3 separate regions of the Hordeum vulgare genome follow, and all the other regions are linked to region 3. A link is a contact called in public Hi-C data. All regions are on one chromosome and are shown on one strand. The core of a region is the stretch at or near the end of the contact, and the rest is flanking DNA. Distances in the headings are between cores, read along the strand shown.

What was found. Hi-C and Micro-C count contacts between places; a contact is called where the count stands out from the background.
Region 1: a Hi-C map of seedling shows a contact between it and region 3, with 2.2 times the contacts expected there. The contact joins the promoter of LOC123404408 here to the promoter of LOC123403293 in region 3. A contact is called at or near these places in 2 of 6 Hi-C or Micro-C datasets (leaf and seedling) and 1 of 1 datasets of contacts at active chromatin or transcription factors (embryo).
Region 2: a Hi-C map of seedling shows a contact between it and region 3, with 3 times the contacts expected there. The contact joins the enhancer-like site here to the promoter of LOC123403293 in region 3. A contact is called at or near these places in 2 of 6 Hi-C or Micro-C datasets (leaf and seedling).

The regions. Positions count from the first base shown.
Region 1 is chr6H:446,437,949-446,440,648 of MorexV3_pseudomolecules_assembly, forward strand. It overlaps LOC123404408 (non-specific lipid transfer protein GPI-anchored 14-like), which reads right to left and starts at 1,261. Exons shown (of 3, transcript XM_045098331.1): 1 at 748-1,261; 2 at 75-158. The coding sequence starts at 1,072.
Region 2 is chr6H:446,329,146-446,331,845 of MorexV3_pseudomolecules_assembly, forward strand. No RefSeq gene overlaps it. Among protein-coding and RNA genes, the nearest start is that of LOC123404408, 110 kb to the right of the region's middle. Within about 2 kb of position 1,401, at least 1 of the 3 cell types and tissues checked has open chromatin away from gene starts, as enhancers often do. A contact at or near this core is called in seedling, where this site is marked.
Region 3 is chr6H:446,581,860-446,584,559 of MorexV3_pseudomolecules_assembly, forward strand. It overlaps LOC123403293, which reads left to right and starts at 1,372. Exons shown (of 7, transcript XM_045097245.1): 1 at 1,372-1,645; 2 at 2,210-2,308. The coding sequence starts at 1,497.

The DNA of each region.
Region 1 (2,700 bases), core at 11-2,510, 140 kb before region 3:
ATTTTATTATTGTTACTAATGAACCACTAAATCCTTGTAATAATAAAACAATTAGCAGGAGGAGAATAACTCACTTGGGCTGCTCTGGGCCGCCTGCTGCTTGGCAAACTGCTCGAAGACCTGTGCGTCCTTGGAATTGGGCGGCAGGTGCAGTAGCCCTGTAAAACGTTGAATCCACAACAGGAGCGCACTTCGTTAGTTACCAGCAAACAAAATGAGATCAAGTCTTTCCCACAGCGCCATAAATAATAATACCATTCGTTAGTGAGGGGTGTGGCAACATCATTCACGGACCGCACAGGGAAATGCTGACAGGCCGCTAATTTGGACGCTCCCGGTGGGCGAGATATTTCCCTCCTCATGTTCTGACACGTTGCTACCAGCATGTCGCGATCGAGCACGTACCAGAAATTACGGGCCTAGAAAGCGGTGTTTCTACAAGCATTTCTTAATGTGGGTGCTGCTTTAAGTGGTGGTGGTAACGTTTGAAACTGAAGAATCGTCAACATGATCCCACTAACATCAACCAGATGCATCATATGAACATGAACGCAGCTGTTACTTCTCTTGCCATACATATCGTTCCAGATTCTTTCATACATAGTGGACTTCTGGCATCTGAGTTGCACATATAATTATTCCAAGTGCGTGGAAGCCAGAACCTACAGGTCGATACGAAACTCCATCGACCAGACTGGGTAGTAGTGTGTGGTACTAGTGCATAAGCTTTAGGGATGGAGGACGTACTTGGGCAGTCGGAGATGTTTGCCGGGGCGCTGCAGGCGGCGGGGAGGCCGAGCGCCCTGGTGACGTTGAGCTTCAAGTCGAGACCGGGATCGTCGCGGTCCTTGACGAGCACGCACAGGCACTTGGGGCTGGTCTGCAGCACCGTCTTCAGGCCCCCGCAGCAGTCCGGCGTCGGCGCCTGCCCCTGCCCCTGCACGAATGTCAGGCACGTCGCCAGCGCCACCAGCTTGTCCGAGCATTCCGCCCGGTCCGCCGCGACGTCCGCCCCCGCCGCCGCCACGGCCGCGGCCACCATAGCCGTGACAAGAAGAACTCTCGGACCCATATGGAAGCTTGCCTACGAGGTACTAGAGAGTAGAGAGCAGGGTTTACGGTGCTCGCTGTCGTAGGGCTTGGAGGAGGAGACGGTGGTTAAATAGGGGCGCCGGGCGCGTACGAACGAGCGAGTGCGCTTTGGTGCGTTGCGGCTGTGGCGTGGTTTGGCCGGGTCGGCAAGCGTGCGGGACGGGACAGCAGGTGTTGGCCTGGGGCTACCGCTTAAATGGTTAATCTCCGGCCTAATCCTCCACGAATCTTCCTCAGAGTTTCACGGGGATGGTGTGCACAGGTGGGGACGGTGCACACAGCTCCAAACTGTTGAGATCGAAAGGGAACAAATGATCCAACTCCCTTATTCCATTGACGATCATAATCTCGAGTTGATAACTTTTTTCCATGGTTTTTTCGTTTTACCTTCCACTTTCGTATGATATTTTTTTCGTCTCTCCTTCCATCATATTATATTTACTAATGTATTAAAAAAATCAATTAAGATTATTTTTTAATGAGTCTTTTAAGACCAAATCTGAATTTCTTCGCAAAAAAAAACAAATCTGAATTAATTAATCTTTTCATAAATTGCTCAATCACATTTTGCTCCTAAAGGGGGCTTGATACCTTCTTTTTCAAGGTTTTTCCGTCTTCCCTCCCACCTTTGTCCGGTTTTTCCGTCTTCCCTCCCATCATCTTATATTTATAATGTATTTATGTCAAATAATCAATCAAGATTATTTTTTAATGAATCTTTAAAGATCAAATTTGAATTAATCAACCTTGTCATAAATCATCAATCACATTAATTATTATTTTCATATTACATCACCAAATTACATTAATTAACATTCTGTTCCATATTTTTTCTCTCTTTCTCCTCCCACCTTCCTCTGGTTTCATCTGGTCTTTTTTGTCCCTCCTCCCATCTCTATTAGCTAAATATTCGTGTATTGCTACGGGATAAAATAATATTTAAAGAGCAATGACGCCTGGCCGATTGTCCTCAGTCATCATCATCATCCTTGAACACATGGTCGAAGCCCTCGACCGTCAGAGTTTGATCATCGCGGCCGTCAACCTCATCCTAAGAGGTATGTTGGCATTGCCTTAAACATTTTGGGAACCATCATCTTGTAGACCTATCGCAAAGCACAGTCGGAACCATCTTGACGGTTTGGTCGTCCATGTCGTTAGCATGTGATGGTCGTTGTCATGTTGGCAAGCGTTGGTCGACCATGTCACCAAGAGCATGCTTGCAGTCGCTAACGTCAATGATAGCCTATTGGTCATCTTCACCGTGAACGCTTTCAAATTGATTTGGCATGATTAGCTGCCTACCCAATTAGTTATTTGTAGGGCTAATTAACTCTCTTCCTAGTTATTTAATGTTTGTCTAATTGTAAAACTCCTTACTTTTAATTATTTGCAATCTAATTAACGCTTTGTCTAATTAATTAATTATATTATTGACTTAGTTTCCTAACTGATAGCAAAAGGTCCATGCATTGTCATAGGAGTATATATATTTAGTGGCTCAACACAATCATGTATGCATATATATTTAGGACCGTGTGTGAATATATGTGTAATTTTTAAATGGTTCAACACCGATTGTCAAATCTTTTAGGTGGAAGAGATTTT
Region 2 (2,700 bases), core at 151-2,650, 250 kb before region 3:
AAATATTTACATTTATACAAAATGTTCAAAAAAGCAGATTTATTTTTCACGTTTTCCTAAACTGATCTCAAATTTTTCAGAAAATGTCGACTTTACAAAAAAATGTTCATTTTTAAAATAATGTTTTCCCTTAACAAACAGAAAAAATGATGGAAAACATAAAACCCACTAGGCAAAAGTCGCTATGGTTTCCAAGCCACAACAATACCCAGCCTACCTTTAAAAAAAACAATACCCAGCCTACCTAATCGCTAGACTCGACCTTGTTGCTGCATCGGGAGCGCTAAATGGGTTGGCCTACTCGCTCGCTACCTATGGGTCAACTACTTTAGTATCAGTTGACAGTTGTAGGCGAGGGCACCCGGATGCTTGTTGTCAAGTATGAAAAAGTTCCTTTCTTCTGTAAGGTGTGTCTGGATGATAGCTCAGGGACGTGTGATGCAGTTTTCAGCAAACATACGGGTAGAGTCCCGTCCCGAGGTGGAAGGGGCAGAGGACACGGAGGCGATTCAGGACGCGGCTATGTACCAGCAAGAGGTCGAGGGCCTGCCAATGCGAACGGAGCATCAGAAGGGGCCGAAGACCATGTGGACATGAATCAGGGCTTGGGACCTCGCACCCGCGACGAGTTGGCAAGAGGCAAGGAAAGCGCAACGGAAGGTAGCGGGGCAAAATATGGGGGATACTACAGAACTTGGACGTGCTCATACTGGTGGAGTTACACAACATGGCCTTGCCCATGTGGCCGTTTCTCACTCAGAGGGTGCCAAGCATGAATTGGATGCCAAACACTCCAGCAAGAGGGGTTCGAAGGATAAGGATCAGCCTGTGTCCCCGAGTTCTGCTTCTACCGTGACAATGCCTAGCGGGGAGTTGGCTGTGGCAGAGAGGAACCCGGCGAGAATACCTCCACTCCCCCGGTCTACGTGTCACCTCGCAAGGACAGGAAGATGCCGAAGAAAGTTTTGAATGGAGATGACAACTTTGCTGGACAAAAAATTGCATTATCGGCGGGCTCCCGCGAGGAGCACCGCTAGGCACAATGAGTTACCTTTGCTGGAACTACCGAGGCGTTGGCAAGGCCTCGATAGTTCGTGAACTTCGCGATCTAGCGAAGAACTATGCCCCTGCTATTCTATGTATCTTAGAAACTCAGATTGACAAGACAAGAGTAGAGAGTTTAGCAGGTTCTATAGGTTCTGATAATGCTTTCGCTATTGATAGTGTTGGTAGGAGTGGAGGCATAGGCCTTTTTTGGAATAATTCAATAAAAATAGTAATTCTTGGTTACTCGGACTACCATGTGGATGTTGAGATTCAAGACCCTAGCTGGGATCCGTGGAGGATAGCAATAGTGTATGGAGAGGCTCAGACTCACTTACGTCACCGTACGTGGAATACTTTAGAAAACATAAGCTCCTTATAAGTATTCTTCCATGGCTCTGCATAGGCGATTTCAATGAAGTCCTCCATCCAGAACATGAAGGAGTGGGACAGCGAAGCAATGCCCACACTCAAGCTTTCAGAGACATGGTGGATGTGTGCATGCTGATGGACTGGGTTTTAAAGGCAGATTTCGGACTTTCGAAAAAGGTTACTGGTGGAATGTTTACTAGGGTAAGATTGGATCGAGCACTAGCTTCAGCGGAGTGGAGTTCTCTGTTCCCTAATGCTAGCTTGACACACCTTGAGGCTGCTACCTCAGATCACAACCCAATATATCTAGAACTCAACACTGTTCCTGTCGTGCCAAAAAGTAGCAGTAAAATTTTCAGGTATGAAGTAGCATGAGAATCTCATGATGGTTTGGGGAATGAAATCCAAGCTGCGTGGGCATTGGATAAACCTAGCTGTCGCATGGAGGATGTGAGGCACAAACTTATGCTGTTGGCACACAACTTGTCTATTTGGGACAAGAACAACTTTGGTTCTGTGCGAACTGAAATAAAAAGGTTGAAACATGACTTGGGGAAGTTAAGGGATGATCCCAGGCGCTTGAGTCCCACCCACGCTGAGCAAAAAATTCATGAACGACTGTTTGAGCTGTATGATAGGGAGGAAATGTTGTGGCGTCAAAGATCCAGAATTGAGTGGTTGGCAGCGGGCGACAAGAACACAAAGTTTTGCCACCTAAGGGCGAGCATGAGAAGGAAGAAGAACATGATCAAATCTCTGTCCAATGCATTGGGAATTACTATTGATGACCCGACCGAACTGAAGATCCTTGTCTCTAATTTCTATAAAGATCTTTATACCTCGGAGGGTGTATCAGGCATGGAGCAAGTTCTGGAACATGTACCGCGAAAAGTCACAGCTGATATGAATGGCATTCTATGTGCTCCATATACTAACGAAGAGGTGAAAGTGGCCCTGTTTCAAATGTTTCCTTTAAAGTCGCCATGGCCGGATGGCTTCCCCGCACACTTTTATCACAGTCATTGGGATGTGTGCGGGGAAGAAATATCTAAGGCGGTGTTAAGAATTGTCAAGGGGGAAGAAAGTGCGGAATGCATCAATGATACATTTTTGGTTTTAGTACCAAAGGTAATGAACCCAACCCTCCTTACACAATTCAAACCGATTAGTTTGTGCAATGTGCTATACAAAATTGCTTCCAAAATTGTGGCTAATAGACTAAAGTTGATCTTGCCCGACATCATTTCTGAGGAACAATCTGCTTTTGTGCCTCGAAGACTGATT
Region 3 (2,700 bases), core at 122-2,621:
AAGTACTTTTGTTTTATAGATCTGAAAATATAATATGAAAAATAGACCCGGGGGTCATAGATTTCACTAGAGGCTACCAGATTGGATCTCTCGGAAACAGAGGCTCCCGACGGCGGAATAGTATCTGCATGGCTCTTTTTGGCGATACGGGGATATTTGGGAATTTATAGGCTAAAGAATAGGGTTAGGAGCGTGTAGTGGACCCACAAGCCAGGGGGCGCGACCACCCCCTAGGGCGCGCCCTACAGGCTTGTGGCCTCCCGGCAGGTGCCCTGCCCCCTACTAAAAGTCTCTTAGGTGTCTTTTGGTCCAAGAAAAATCTTTTCGGAGATTTTGTTCCGTTTGGACTCCGTTTAATATTCCTTATGTGCAATATTCAAAAACATGGAAAAAAACAGAAACTGGCACTAGGCTCTAGATTAATAGGTTAGTCCCCCAAATAATATAAAATAGCATATTAATGCATATAAAACATCCAAAACAGATAATATAATAGCATGGAACAATAAAAAAATATAGATACGTTGGAGACGTATCATTGCTCCCATGCGATGAAGTTTTGGAACGCAACGGCAGAATGATTGGATATCAAGCGGCCATACTTACATCCTCTGACTTGGAAGAAGGACATTCTATGTGATCCTCAATTCACTTGGGCTTGATAGGGCAAATTTGGTCTCCCTTATATGGGCTATTTGGACTTTCCACAACAACCTCGCACATGATAAAGGAGCAACAAACCCATTTCAGTCTTTGATCATGACGCGACATGCACTAGCTTTCCTCGATATTCCTCGCAAGCATGCTCGAGTTCTTCGTGGGCATGGTTGGCGCCCATCAGAAAATGATGAAGTAAAGATCAACACCGACGACAACATAGCTATGTAGGCTGAACGGGACGGTGGAGGAGAAGTTGCCAGAACTCACCAATGGTTTGTGGCTCCTTGGTGCAAGCCTTACAGCAGGGTCACAGACCCACTTACAGCGGAAACACTTGCGCTACGAGACGAGGCCTTCTTTGCGAGGTTGAGAGGCCATTCCAAGGTTGTCATGAAAACAAATTGTCTGGAGTTGGTCCACCTCTGGAATTTGCGTAGTTTTTTTTTACATCTTTTGTTATTCAACAGTGTAATAGATCAATAAACACCTCTGTCCATCTTTGTGCAAAGCAAGCAAGCATTTTAGATTTGACGGACTGCTGGTTTGATTTGAAGCCTAGTTTTCTTGTAACCAGCCTGATGACAGATTTTGTCGATGCATCTATTAAATAAAACTCTCCATATTTCCGATAAAAAAACCATGCTAGATTGAAAATGTTATGAAACACACCATGAGAATGTTACCAAACACACTTACACGGGCACCTGAGCCGAGGTGCCGAACCCATCTACAGCTCCCAAAACCGCAAAACCAGGAAACCCACGCACCCGTCCGCCGCCCCAGCCGCGCCGCTTCCTCTCGCCATCCCCCCTCGGCGCCGCAAGCCCGTAACACATATGGCGGGCACCGCGAGGAAGGCATCGGCCGTGCTGTACCACTACCCGTGCCCGGACGGCGCATTCGCCGCGCTCGCCGCTCACCTCTACTTCTCCGCCGCGGCCCTCCCCGTCCGATTCTTCCCCAACACCGTCTACGACCCCATCAGGTAGTCTCTCCGAACTTCAGACCTGACCCACCATAAGATCAATGCACGATACCAAATCTGTGCGAATCACGCGCTTTTCAGGTGCTCACTTTGACAGTTTTAGTAGTAAGTTTTTACAGGGCGTTGCCTTTGCAGTGTTCAGGTGTAGTTTCAGTTTGACAAATCCTGGCGTCGTTATTTCGTTCATTTAAGCTAAATGCATGCCAATTTTTTGTGCAATCTGTATTCCGTCCAAAATAATCATCTCAAGTTAGAAACTTTATTTCACATAATAATGACCCATGCTCTGGAGGCCTGGAGTCATAAAATCTTCTTCTCGAGACAAAGTTGAGCATGGTCTGAACTGGACGGAGTATCTTCCTTTGGATTTCAATACATCATTAGTCGTGGCTGATTGGAATGGGTCGGAAATATCACCCAGAACTCATTCGCGCTTTTATTGTCATGCTATACAAGCCTTGGCAGACTAGATCCAAAACGACGATCTTGTACCTAAGAAAAACGACGATCTTGTGTTTCTCCTGTTATAACCTTGATCTTATAGTTATGGGTTTCTTCTTGCAGGAGCGATGGTCTTCCGTTTGATGAAATCGAAGATGTTTACCTTCTTGACTTCGTAGGGCCTCCTGGTTTTGTTGCTGATATAGCCCCGAAGGTTCAGAGGTCTGTAAACATTCATCTCTGACCGTTTCTCTTTATGTTGCATCATTTACATTCTTGTTTGATGTGAACCATGTGGTTAATCTTAGATTCATTCGGATGTGATTTTTCCTAATTTTATGCGCAGTAGTAGGGCATTCTCAATGTTTGTAACTCTGTGGCCTTCAATCATTTGAATATCGTGGAACTGGGAAGCTCTGCACTAGAATATTTTCTTGGCAATACTAGGATACTTATAGTTGTTTATCTTTTCCACTGTAACAATCTTGGACCAAGGCTGCTTCCGAAAGTTGTGTGAGAATGGCACTTTTTTCTTTTCAAAAAGGAGGCATGCGCTCGACATGTTCATCGGTTGATGCACACAATGACACAACCTTGATTTATTACCATGTTTT